2 separate regions of the Zea mays genome follow, and region 1 is linked to region 2. Evidence: chromatin contacts called from public Hi-C data. All regions are on one chromosome and are shown on one strand. The core of a region is the stretch at or near the end of the contact, and the rest is flanking DNA. Distances in the headings are between cores, read along the strand shown. Region 1 holds the start of LOC103636359. Region 2 holds the start of LOC542711 (sucrose phosphate synthase 1).

The links. A called contact is a pair of places that touch in the nucleus more often than the background predicts.
Region 1: a Hi-C map of endosperm shows a contact between it and region 2, with 2.3 times the contacts expected there. The contact joins the promoter of LOC103636359 here to the promoter of LOC542711 in region 2. A contact is called at or near these places in 6 of 25 Hi-C or Micro-C datasets (bundle sheath, ear, endosperm and 2 more).

The regions. Positions count from the first base shown.
Region 1 is chr8:168,495,541-168,501,999 of Zm-B73-REFERENCE-NAM-5.0, forward strand. It overlaps LOC103636359, which reads left to right and starts at 1,735. Exons shown (of 1, transcript XM_008658719.4): 1 at 1,735-3,276. The coding sequence starts at 2,068. The coding sequence ends at 2,967. LOC100283977 reads left to right here and starts at 4,761. Exons shown (of 2, transcript NM_001156875.2): 1 at 4,761-5,364; 2 at 5,468-6,195. The coding sequence starts at 5,229. The coding sequence ends at 5,868.
Region 2 is chr8:168,233,685-168,239,764 of Zm-B73-REFERENCE-NAM-5.0, forward strand. It overlaps LOC542711 (sucrose phosphate synthase 1), which reads left to right and starts at 1,717. Exons shown (of 12, transcript NM_001112224.2): 1 at 1,717-2,419; 2 at 2,994-3,226; 3 at 3,541-3,604; 4 at 3,696-4,388; 5 at 4,498-4,629; 6 at 4,726-4,857; 7 at 5,057-5,233; 8 at 5,307-5,360; 9 at 5,453-5,515; 10 at 5,613-6,080. The coding sequence starts at 2,108.

The sequences.
Region 1 (6,459 bases), core at 485-2,984, 260 kb after region 2:
TCAACATGAATATATAATCGGTTGAGTCGTCGCAATAGTAGTAATCCGTTACTTTATAGATCCTGGGCCCATTGACAACTTTATTTTTCTCCGCACGTAATTCTAATGATAATCAGATTCTCTACGCAGACAGATTCTCCCACAACTAGATTCTCGGAAAAGCTGTTCAGAAAAAAGTTGAACCAAACAGGCCCATAGATCTCCGAGATGTGGGCTTGAAGTTGGTTTTGTAATTTGGATGGTTTCTGAAACCACGAACCTTTAACCCCACTGCAGAAACAGTATAGGTCGACGGATGTCTCCAACTCGAAGGGAAGGTCTGACGGTGGAAGAAGAGCAACAGGGATTGGGCCCATGCCATGCCCATGAATGCTGCCCAATGCTGTCTGACTCCGCGCCGTGCGCCCGTGGTCGGCCTCGTGCTGGTCCGCGCCATCGACGCCACGCGTCCGCGCAGCGCGCACGGAGCCGGGCCTGCCGCTCGACACCGGCACGGTCGCACGGATGAGTGATGAAGCGTCGTGCCGTCCCACCCCCCCCCCCCCCCCCCCACACACACACAGAGGCGTGGCGTACGGTCACAGCCTGGCCGGGGGCCGGGAGAGGTTGTTGGCGCGGCGCCTTCCTGGGCGGACCCACCGGCACCGGATGTCCGTGGCGCCCAATCACCCGTAATCACGGCTCGTCTCCTTGCTGCCAAGGCAAACAAGTGTCTCAGCAGCTGATGCTTCGTTGCTCTGCTCCTCCGTCCGTCAGATCCAGTCCGGTAATAAGTAACCGGCCTCGTGAAGCAACGGTACTGATTCCCTGTGTGCTAATCAGAACGCACTGTTCAGTTCAGAGTTGAGACTCTAGGCCTGAAGGAGAACGGCAACAATCTCTGCGATCGCTCTGCATCTATACTTGGACACCGACACTCCACGCTGCTCTCTCTCTCTCTCTCTCTCTCTCTCTCTCTCTCTCTCTCTTCTGTAATGTAATTAGAAGACCTTGATGGTATATAATGTACGACTCCAGCTCAGACTTCAGAGCAGCAGGAGATGAGATGGCAAGTGACAATTCCTGGTTCCAACGGTGAAAGGAGAGTGAGAACAAGAAGTTGCATTATCGTCATGACATCATCTTTTATTCTAATCAAACTTTGTTCTAGTATTTTATGGTCCTGAAAGATGAAATAAAATTGTACACTATTCATCCTTCTTTAGCCATCTAGATCTTGTCACATAGATGAGTTCCATTAGCAAATTGGCTCTAATTATAATGTGAGAGTGAGTTGTACGAAGTACCTCACTAGAGGTCTCGAGCAATAAACAATCTTTTTTGATAAAAGAAGCTTTATATTAAAGGTTAACAAGAGCGATACATTAAGAGAATACATACTCTTGGTACACAAACTTAAAAATTCGAGCAAAAGTTACAAATAGAAGTGATAATGAATCACGATTCAAATATTTCATCATAATTCTTTAATTTTAGTTTAAAAATAAATAGAAATAGTGTCTGATCTTATTCTTCAATTTTGTACTATAAAATTTAGAGTTCATTACCGCCATAATTACAACAGATAACAAGAAGATCTATCCAGTCTACCTAAATTTCCTACAATACCTTAACACAATCAAGTACTGTCGATAGCATGTTAGTATCTTAATCGTTTCTTGTGTTTGTATCCTCATGGAAATAAAATTCCTCGTTTTTTTGCACCTAAAATTGCGTGCTACAAATATAATGGCCCTAAACTGAAACCAGTGGCGTGAAACTCATAAAAAAATTCTGTACCCAGAAATAGGAAGGCCGGCGATTACGCATGCATGGCACTTCGGAAATTTGGGCCCAATTGTCCGCAGGTTGCGGTAATTGTATATACGCCAGTTTAAAAAAGCCCGCGAGATCCGCTCCAAGCACCAAGCTGCCCCGTGTCCGTGTCCAACGCCTCTCCACCACCACTCCCCGCGCGCAATCCAACCCGGCCACCTCCCCACATCTACCGCCAGTGGCGCCACCTTATCGCCTCGCCTCCAACCCCGACGCGAGCCAGGTACCTACCTGCTGCGGCGGCCGAGAGAGATGGATGGCCGGCGGCCGGAGATGCGGCGGACGATGACGCTGTCCGAGCAGCTGTCCACGCCCGACCCGCTCATCCGCGACTTCCTCAAGATCCCGCACGACGCCGACGCCGGCGAGGGTGATAGCCCCTCGGCCGTCGACGCGCAGGGGGGCGGCAGGACGACCGGCTGGAAGCAGCTGCGAGACCGGCTCCGGCTCCGGCGCGCGGCGGGCGCCTGGCAGAGGCGTAAGACCGGCGCGGCCGCGGCCCACGCCCCGGCGAACGGCGGCGGCCTCAGCAATATCAGCAGCGCTAACAACCGCAGCAACAAGTACAACTACAACCCCGGCGAGGCGGAGGCGGCGTTCTCCCGCACCTTCTCCCGCGCGCCGTCGCTCCGCGCGACGCCCACGTTCTCGCGCGTCGCGTCCACCCGGGTCGGCCCCGCCTCCTGCCGCTCCAGCTCAAGGCGGCTCTCGACGTACGACTTCCGCGACGTCGAAGAGCGACGCCACGAGGACGAGGACGAGGACGGCGACGGGGAAGAGGAAGAAGACGGCGAGGACGAGGGGGACGAAGAAAAGACGGCGGCGCCCGCGGCGCAGATGTCGCTGATGGCGCTGCTGGGGCAGACGGACAACCAGTGGGACGACGATGAGGATGAGGAGGAGGAGAGCGGAGGCGGCGCGTTTAAGAAAGGCGGGGCCGGCGCCGTGGGCGACGAGGACGAGGACGACTGCGACAGCCGGGAGGATGAGATGGTGCACGTGTGCTGCGTGTGCATGGTTCGGCACAAGGGCGCCGCCTTCATCCCCTGCGGCCACACCTTCTGCCGCCTCTGCTCCCGCGAGCTCTGGGTCAGCCGCGGCAACTGCCCGCTCTGCAACGGCTTCATCCAGGAGATCCTCGACATCTTCTGACGGACCGAGCTCGCCGCCTCCATCGTTTGTTTATCTTCTAGGTCCCTTAGCTTCACGTACATCCATGGCATCATCGCCGTCGATACCCATGTTCTTGCACCGGTTCCTATCCTACAGATTTTGTGTGTGTGTGTGCGCGCGCGCGCGCGCTGGGGTGGGGGGTAGGGGGATCATTGATTGTTACAGTACGTTGCAATAAAATGGTACAGTATTACGCATACGCAATGTGTGCATTTTCGTATAGTATTTCAGAGTGGTTGTTAGGTTGACTTACCAGGCACCAATAAAAGAGCGTGTGATTCAGATGAACTTCTGCATCCAACTAACCAGAGGTCCAGAGCATCTTTTGTTTAGCTGAGACTCAGAGAGTCAGAGGTGCTCGTATGAGTGTATCCAAGTTCTCATTTTTCTCAGTTGGAAGTTGGAACTGAACTATCAGAATTGTCCATGCGGCCATGGCACCATCTGATCTGACGATAACAAAACTTGCATGGTCCAGTTTGCAAGCATAAGACTATTTACAGCAACGTCTTCTATATTCATCCTCTATATCTGTCTTTTACAGTCTTTTCTAAAAGATTCCATCCCCTATATCTACTTCTTCTCCAACAACGTCCTCTAAATCACGTCATCTATATGCAAATTTTATATTAGAGACATTTTTAAATTTTTAATTTTTGTATATACTTATTGGTCATACTCTCAAATATATTGTACATATTTTAGTTTTGCTAAACCGGTTGTTTAAAGTATTCAAATAGATAGAGAACCGTTTAGAAAAAATCTATATATATATATGATTCAGCAGCATCATTTAAATTTAGAGAACCGTTTAGAGGACGTTGCTGGAGGGAGTAGAGGACGACCTCGTCCTCTAAATTTATGGTACAGAACCCTTTAGAGTGTGTTTGGTTGCAATGACAGGACGGGATGAGATAGAACGATCCCTCAAATTATGTTGTTTGGTTCTGGATCAAGGGTTGAGACAGAATTATCCCAGTGTTGTCCCCTGTCGTCCCTCAAAATTTGAGAGACGAGACTTAGCTGACCCGCAACCAAACGAGTTCCTTGTTGGAGCTAGTCTAAATCAACCATCCTCTCGGCCTTTTGTGTCCTGGCCCATCTGGTGCTCACGCGCGTCCGGTATACAAGGACCACCCGTTTGGCGGGCTGGCCCGTTTTGTTTCCCGTTCATCCCGGAGCGGTGAAGCCCATGATATCGCAGCCGATCACCATTTTTTACTGGATCCTGCTCACCCTGCATTTCTTTCTCTCACCTTCTCCGCTTTTTCTGTAGTCAGGATTGTACGCCGTGTATTTCCCGCCGTAGAATACATGATAAAAAAAAAGTCGTATTGAAGGAAATCGTTCGAAACCGATCCGGCTGCGCCCATCTGAAGTTCTGAACTTATCTGGAAGACTGGAAAGGGATAAAATGATGGGGTTCAGGTTTGGATTTTTCCGGTGAAGCATACGAGCGCATGGTCCCTGGCGCGCGAAATCCATCCCCGTGACCGTGAGCAGATGCCAACTGGCGCTGGCAAGGTGGACGGGGTGGCACGGTACAACACACGCAGGGTCGCAGGGACCACGTCGGCACATGCCTAGACGGCTAGACGCCGCCGCGTTATACACACTTGAGGACAGACGCAGGCTTCGGAGGCCCGGCCGGCCAACCGGTCGATGCCTATCCAGTATCCACGGCAGGCACGGAGAGAGCCCGGACACCCGCGCTGGTCCAGGAGGAGGAGACCACCGGCGGCTCGGCGCGTAGCCAATCCAACCCCGTGCCGTGCATCCGTCCGCATGCCTGCCGCGAGCCCCGCCGGAAAGGCGTTGTGAGGTTCGGGTGGGAGTACAACCAAACACCAACCCAAGTACCCAACCCACCCATCAACAAATCACTCCGCCCCATCTCTTTCCTTTCCCGCACTGACAATCTGCCACACCGCGGCCATGTCAACATGGTGCTAGCAGTAGTGTATGCAATGGCAGACTGGTAGTGGCACCACCACTTCGACGCTCCCATCCCCCGTATCCGGACGGCGACGGGGACCGGGGGCAGTGCGTACTGCCTGCTGCTGCTGTTGCGCGCGCGGACCTAACGCGCCCTTTCCGGTGTAGTAAAGCAAAGCCTCGCCGGTCGGCAGCTGCCCTGCTATCCTAATCCGCTTGCTCTGCCAGCAAGTCAGCAAGAGGCAGCAGCGCCGGCCCCTGGCCGGCCTCGGCTCAGCTGGCGAAGGCCGTGACCGTGAGAAGCCATGAGCAGGGAACAGCAGATGCCACGGCGGAGGTTCATCGCCATCCCCTTCTCCTCCGGCTGCCGCTCCCACTCCAGCGTCGACGTCGTCGACACCGGGCGCCTCGCCGGCGACGGCAAGAAGCCCCACCCGCAAGGTACGTGCGCGCGCGCGTCAATTGGGCAGCCCGCAGTTCTGTTCCGTTGCCGTTCTTTCGACGGCCGACAACAGTTACTGAAGAGTTCCGCCTGCTATGACAGGGGCTGAAGCAGGGGCGGCGGCGGCGGCGGCGAGGGGCAAGGGGGAGTCTCTGGTGGCGCGGCTCCTGCGGGGGTTCAAGAACCTGTCGCAGATCTTCGCGGTGTACGACGAGGAGGAGGAGGAGGAGCGGGAGATGGTGATCGGCCTCCCTACGGACGTGAAGCACGTGGCCCACATCGGCTGGGACGGCGCCACGAGCACCAGCAGCAACCTCCGTTCCTGGAACCGCCCCGCGCCGCCTCCACCGGCCTCGTCGTTCTCCGCGCCCCAGCAGCGTCCGCAGGAGCAGTACCCGCTGCCCCTGCCGGCGCTGTCCATGCGGCAGCTCGAGCTCGCCATGGGCGCCCAGGCCCAGGCCGCCGGCGGCGCAACGACTGCGGCCCACCGGCGTCACAGCTAGCGCCAGACAGAGCGAGAGGCGGTGGTGGTACACGCCTACGGGCCTTGGTGATGGGCTGGGCTCGTCCGTCAGCCAGGCGTGAGCGTGACAGGCCGTCGTCCGTTTCTGCCGCCCCATGGTCGGCTCCCATCCCATGTGGAGGGAAGAGAAGGGTGGGGGGAGCTGGTCGTCGGAGTTGGTGCGTGCTTCGTTTGCTTGTGCTTTGGCGCCATATCGCTGCGGAGCGCTGTACGTAGCCATTTTTCGCCGGGGGGGGTCCTCACCCTCCTCGTTGGCTTGCTACGTGTTCCTTGCCGCCATTACGAAACCTTAATTGCTCGCTTTACACGATACTCCATCCATGGGATCTGGTTGTCGCTACCTTTTTTGTTTGTCTCGCTCTCTCTCCTGTCTGCGCCTCGGTGGACGGTGGTTACGTTCGGTTGCGCTGGCCATAGGAAGGCTGCTGTGCGCCCGTGCCAACCGGTTGCCGTGATCGTCCAGTTTCCCTGCCTGCCTGTCTATGTTCCTGCTCCACGGAAATGTTCATGATGGTCGCCGGTCGGTGTACCGGTCCTCGCTAGAACAACAGTCTGCCGGTAGCGCTGGCTC
Region 2 (6,080 bases), core at 467-2,966:
GACATCCGATTTGCATCCAACGCACACTGGCAGTGGTATGTCTTTTTTGGCAAAATTTACGTTGGATCACTATTCACTAGATACTCATGCTAACCTGTCCAACCATACAGTTTTTATGTAAAATGTACTCACCTATGATATGTGTTGCACATGTTTTAGCACGGGGGTGTGCATTTAACCGATGAGGTGGCATTTAATAAAAAACCAATACCATCAATTGTACAGGTCATCTTCAGAGGTACCCACTGGTTCAGGTTCTGGAGACTCCTACAAAAGTAGGATGTACATCAACAAATTATCGATGTGTGTCAAGCTCTAGAAATGGTGGCGATGGAAATCTTTGCGTTTCATGGATGACGATCAAATGCAAGACTTGAGTGTGCCTAGTGTTTTTCATAGCCATGTTATTTGGTTTCGTCGAGTTAGTTTTATTTTTTAAAGAACTGTTCATTAAGTCAATATTTGATATGTAATGGCTGTACGCATCTGATGCGAAAAGCCGGAACTCTTGTTTCCATTATAAAAAAAAGCATTTAACCGATGAAAATTAACAAGAGACTACTGTTGCATGCAGAATATATAAATTGGTACAGATAAATGGATGCCAATGTTTGGTGTGTGAGTGTGAGGATCGGATGAGAGATCCTAGCGGAATATATATATGTGCGGTGAAATATTCCGGTCCGGCGGCAGCTAGCGCAGTGCATTGAGTGCCCGATCGGTACGCGCTCGATCGGAGACGAGGGCCGAGCGCGACGCGCCGGCGCAAGAGGGCTCGCGGTGACGGCGAGCGGTTTGTCCCCGCCAACAACGGGCCAAACGCGCCGTGTCGTCCGCACCAAATCCCACGTAGCGATCGTCATTTTCCGTACGTCCCCCCCTGTATATCCTACTACTACATACTATTCCTACGGCTACGGAGTACGCGCAACACCCATGGTCCGGTGGGTGGATATACTACGCCGTGCAACAGGGTATCGATCGCGTCGGCGTCGCTGCCGGCAGGACATGCGTTCGACCGGCGGCCAGCCGGGCGCGCCTGCTGCATGCATGGGACATGGGTGGCTGCAGAAAGGATTCGATTCGTGCGGGTGACGCAGGGCGTCCACATACGTAAGCATCACCACCCTCGAGCGCACGCACGGCACGATCCGTAACCGCCTGCGAATGCGAATCCTAACTAACGGACGGTGAAGCGAAATCCAACGGACGCGCAACGAGCTGGGGTGGGGCCACGGCCTAGCCACGTTTCGCCAGTGCCGCGGCTTTCTCAGAGCAACTCCAATAGTTATGTAAATTTTAGCTCTCTAAATCACATATTTAAGAAATTGCTAAATGACTTTTGGAGTAAAAAAATATGAGTTCTCCAATAGTTCTCTAAATATAGGTTGTAATTTTGTTTTGTATCTATCCACATAAAAAATAAGTCACAAAAACTATATAATGCAGTCAACATTTTTGTTTAGGGAGTTGTTAAATGGTTGCCAAATGTAGAGAGAAAATGAGGTTAGATAACAAGTTGTTAAATTTAGAAAGTTCATTTAGAGAACTGTTGGAAAATAGTTTTCATGTTAACTACCTAAATTATTGATTTAGAAAGTTTTTAGAGAACTACTGGAGTTGCTCTCACCCGCCCGCGCGCCTCCTCCCTTCTCCGTCCGTGGCAACGGAAGCCCCCCTATAACCGCGGCCGCCGCTGCAACTGCATGCACGGCACGAACCTCCCTTCTTTCTCAAATTCTCTCTCCGCCTCCCTGCTCCGATGCCGCGGTGACGCGTGGTGCATGCGTGCGCGCGCGCCTTTTCCCCTGCCTGGATCCCCCGTCCTCTCTCGATCGGTTCCAGTTAACACTCGCAGCCTCGTTCTCGAGTCTCGACTCTCGACTTGAGTCGCCAGTGGCCACGCGCGCCGGGACACGGGCGCGCTTTCTCGCTGCCGCGCCAAAGCAGGAAACAGAGCAACGGCCAGGAAGGACTCACGCGCGAGGCGAAAAGCGAAGCGGGTGGGAGAAGCGTGGGCGCCTGGGCTAGTGCTCCCGCAGCGAGCGATCTACGGTAGAGTTCCGGCCGGGCGCGCGGGAGAGGAGGAGGTCGGGGGGAGGATCCGATGGCCGGGAACGAGTGGATCAATGGGTACCTGGAGGCGATCCTCGACAGCCACACCTCGTCGCGGGGTGCCGGCGGCGGCGGCGGCGGCGGGGACCCCAGGTCGCCGACGAAGGCGGCGAGCCCCCGCGGCGCGCACATGAACTTCAACCCCTCTCACTACTTCGTCGAGGAGGTGGTCAAGGGCGTCGACGAGAGCGACCTCCACCGGACGTGGATCAAGGTCGTCGCCACCCGCAACGCCCGCGAGCGCAGCACCAGGCTCGAGAACATGTGCTGGCGGATCTGGCACCTCGCGCGCAAGAAGAAGCAGGTCAGGGTTTCGCGCCCGCCTCTTTCTCGGTTAAATTCTCTCGCTGCATGTTCTGTTTTTTTTATTTTTACATTCTCGCTCGTCTCTGAATTAGATGATTTTCAAGTGTTCTCTGTTTGCTGGACGGATTAATGAAGCGCACACTGCACAGCGAGTAGAATATCTTATAAATATTTTAATTGTTCCCTTTATGAACTTGTTTCTGGTTGATGTTTTAATGTTTATGCCCGATGATGGTAGATCAGACATGCATGGTTGGTTGTGGTGCTTTCTGAATTCAGAACCGCACGCTTAACTGGATGTCACGTCTAAAAAGAAGCTTACTAGTTGATTGCAGTGTTTCACTGTTGTTCGTATAAAGGTATCTCATTCAGTCGTTCTAGCATGTACTACCTGTCAGGACGGATACGGTATACTCGCGGATTTAGTTTGCTTTCTCCTCGCCTTTTTTTGAATTGAAATAAACTGGTCACAGCCTGGATTTACGGTTTTGTCCATGGCAACAGAGAATTCCACATATTCGCGCTGAGATTCTCGCCCTCTGCTGATGCTTTCTGAATTGTGTTATGAGCAGCTGGAGCTGGAGGGCATCCAGAGAATCTCGGCAAGAAGGAAGGAACAGGAGCAGGTGCGTCGTGAGGCGACGGAGGACCTGGCCGAGGATCTGTCAGAAGGCGAGAAGGGAGACACCATCGGCGAGCTTGCGCCGGTTGAGACGACCAAGAAGAAGTTCCAGAGGAACTTCTCTGACCTTACCGTCTGGTCTGACGACAATAAGGAGAAGAAGCTTTACATTGTGCTCATCAGGTCTACCCACTTGCACATTGTTTTGTTCTATGTTGTGCTAAATTGGTAAACCATATATATATATATATATATATCGTAATGAAATGTCTCTAGCCTTTTTTATGGCTATAGTTTTTTTTATTCTATCGTCTAATAAAATCCATGGAAAGCTTTTGCCGTCGTTTCTAAAAAAAAGCCTCTAGCCTTAGTTTTCTTTGCACTTTGCACATCGTAGGAGTAGAAATTTTGGTATTTTTTTCTTATAAAAATAATTTACAGTTAAACTTCTGGATTTTCACAAGCTGTTTCTTTGTTGACTGCCTTTTTGACTGCAGCGTGCATGGTCTTGTTCGTGGAGAAAACATGGAACTAGGTCGTGATTCTGATACAGGTGGCCAGGTAAACATCATTGGTCAGTTACTTGGGAGAAGTTCCTTATGCCGAGTCAAGTTTTTCATGGTTGAGCGCGATTGATCTTTGAATCTCACAGGTGAAATATGTGGTCGAACTTGCAAGAGCGATGTCAATGATGCCTGGAGTGTACAGGGTGGACCTCTTCACTCGTCAAGTGTCATCTCCTGACGTGGACTGGAGCTACGGTGAGCCAACCGAGATGTTATGCGCCGGTTCCAATGATGGAGAGGGGATGGGTGAGAGTGGCGGAGCCTACATTGTGCGCATACCGTGTGGGCCGCGGGATAAATACCTCAAGAAGGAAGCGTTGTGGCCTTACCTCCAAGAGTTTGTCGATGGAGCCCTTGCGCATATCCTGAACATGTCCAAGGCTCTGGGAGAGCAGGTTGGAAATGGGAGGCCAGTACTGCCTTACGTGATACATGGGCACTATGCCGATGCTGGAGATGTTGCTGCTCTCCTTTCTGGTGCGCTGAATGTGCCAATGGTGCTCACTGGCCACTCACTTGGGAGGAACAAGCTGGAACAACTGCTGAAGCAAGGGCGCATGTCCAAGGAGGAGATCGATTCGACATACAAGATCATGAGGCGTATCGAGGGTGAGGAGCTGGCCCTGGATGCGTCAGAGCTTGTAATCACGAGCACAAGGCAGGAGATTGATGAGCAGTGGGGATTGTACGATGGATTTGATGTCAAGCTTGAGAAAGTGCTGAGGGCACGGGCGAGGCGCGGGGTTAGCTGCCATGGTCGTTACATGCCTAGGATGGTGGTAAGTATAAAAATCTCTGTTATCCATGCCAAGTAGTAAGTGCTGTTCAACATAAATAATTAAAATCCATTAATCCATATATGTATTGATTAGAGAACTTTGTTGGCAGGTGATTCCTCCGGGAATGGATTTCAGCAATGTTGTAGTTCATGAAGACATTGATGGGGATGGTGACGTCAAAGATGATATCGTTGGTTTGGAGGGTGCCTCACCCAAGTCAATGCCCCCAATTTGGGCCGAAGTTGGTGCTTGATCCCAAATTCCTTTGCAGACCTACAACAACTGTCTTCACAAGTGTCGTAAATCTTAAGGTCGCTGCATGACAACTTTGTCGCAGGTGATGCGGTTCCTGACCAACCCTCACAAGCCGATGATCCTGGCGTTATCAAGACCAGACCCGAAGAAGAACATCACTACCCTCGTCAAAGCGTTTGGAGAGTGTCGTCCACTCAGGGAACTTGCAAACCTTGTAAGAAACACCGAAGTGCACTCATATAATTTCATTGCTACTAATGTTTATAATTTGTATGCCCAAATAACTAGTGCTACCATGACCACAATGCAGGAATACTTTTCTTATCTCTAGCACACCTACATGAAACCTTCTGATCCTGAACAATGCAGTAGCTGCATGTATTACCATGTGATGAAGTTTTCTTCTGTTTCAGACTCTGATCATGGGTAACAGAGATGACATCGACGACATGTCTGCTGGCAATGCCAGTGTCCTCACCACAGTTCTGAAGCTGATTGACAAGTATGATCTGTACGGAAGCGTGGCGTTCCCTAAGCATCACAATCAGGCTGACGTCCCGGAGATCTATCGCCTCGCGGCCAAAATGAAGGTCTGCTGCATACCACGACCCTTCATTGAGCTTTGACAAGTCACACTCAACCATAACTGATTGCTCCCTGCAGGGCGTCTTCATCAACCCTGCTCTCGTTGAGCCGTTTGGTCTCACCCTGATCGAGGTCAGCTTCTTCTCTAGTTCTCTAACCAGCTGTTGCCTTTTTTTTTAAAAAAAATACATTACATTGCACTCTGAAAAATGTGTGGCTTTCAGGCTGCGGCACACGGACTCCCGATAGTCGCTACCAAGAATGGTGGTCCGGTCGACATTACAAATGTGAGAAACCATATTTTGAACATTCAATTTGTGAAAAAACATCTGCAATTCACTTGTGAAAACAGCGGATAATTATTTGCGTGCATCATACTGGCAGGCATTAAACAACGGACTGCTCGTTGACCCACACGACCAGAACGCCATCGCTGATGCACTGCTGAAGCTTGTGGCAGACAAGAACCTGTGGCAGGAATGCCGGAGAAACGGGCTGCGCAACATCCACCTCTACTCATGGCCGGAGCACTGCCGCACTTACCTCACCAGGGTGGCCGGGTGCCGGTTAAGGAACCCGAGGTGGCTGAAGGACACACCAGCAGATGCCGGAGCCGATGAGGAGGAGTTCCTGGAGGATTCCATGGACGCTCAGGACCTGTCACTCCGTCTGTCCATCGACGGTGAGAAGAGCTCGCTGAACACTAACGATCCACTGTGGTTCGACCCCCAGGATCAAGTGCAGAAGATCATGAACAACATCAAGCAGTCGTCAGCGCTTCCTCCGTCCATGTCCTCAGTCGCAGCCGAGGGCACAGGCAGCACCATGAACAAATACCCACTCCTGCGCCGG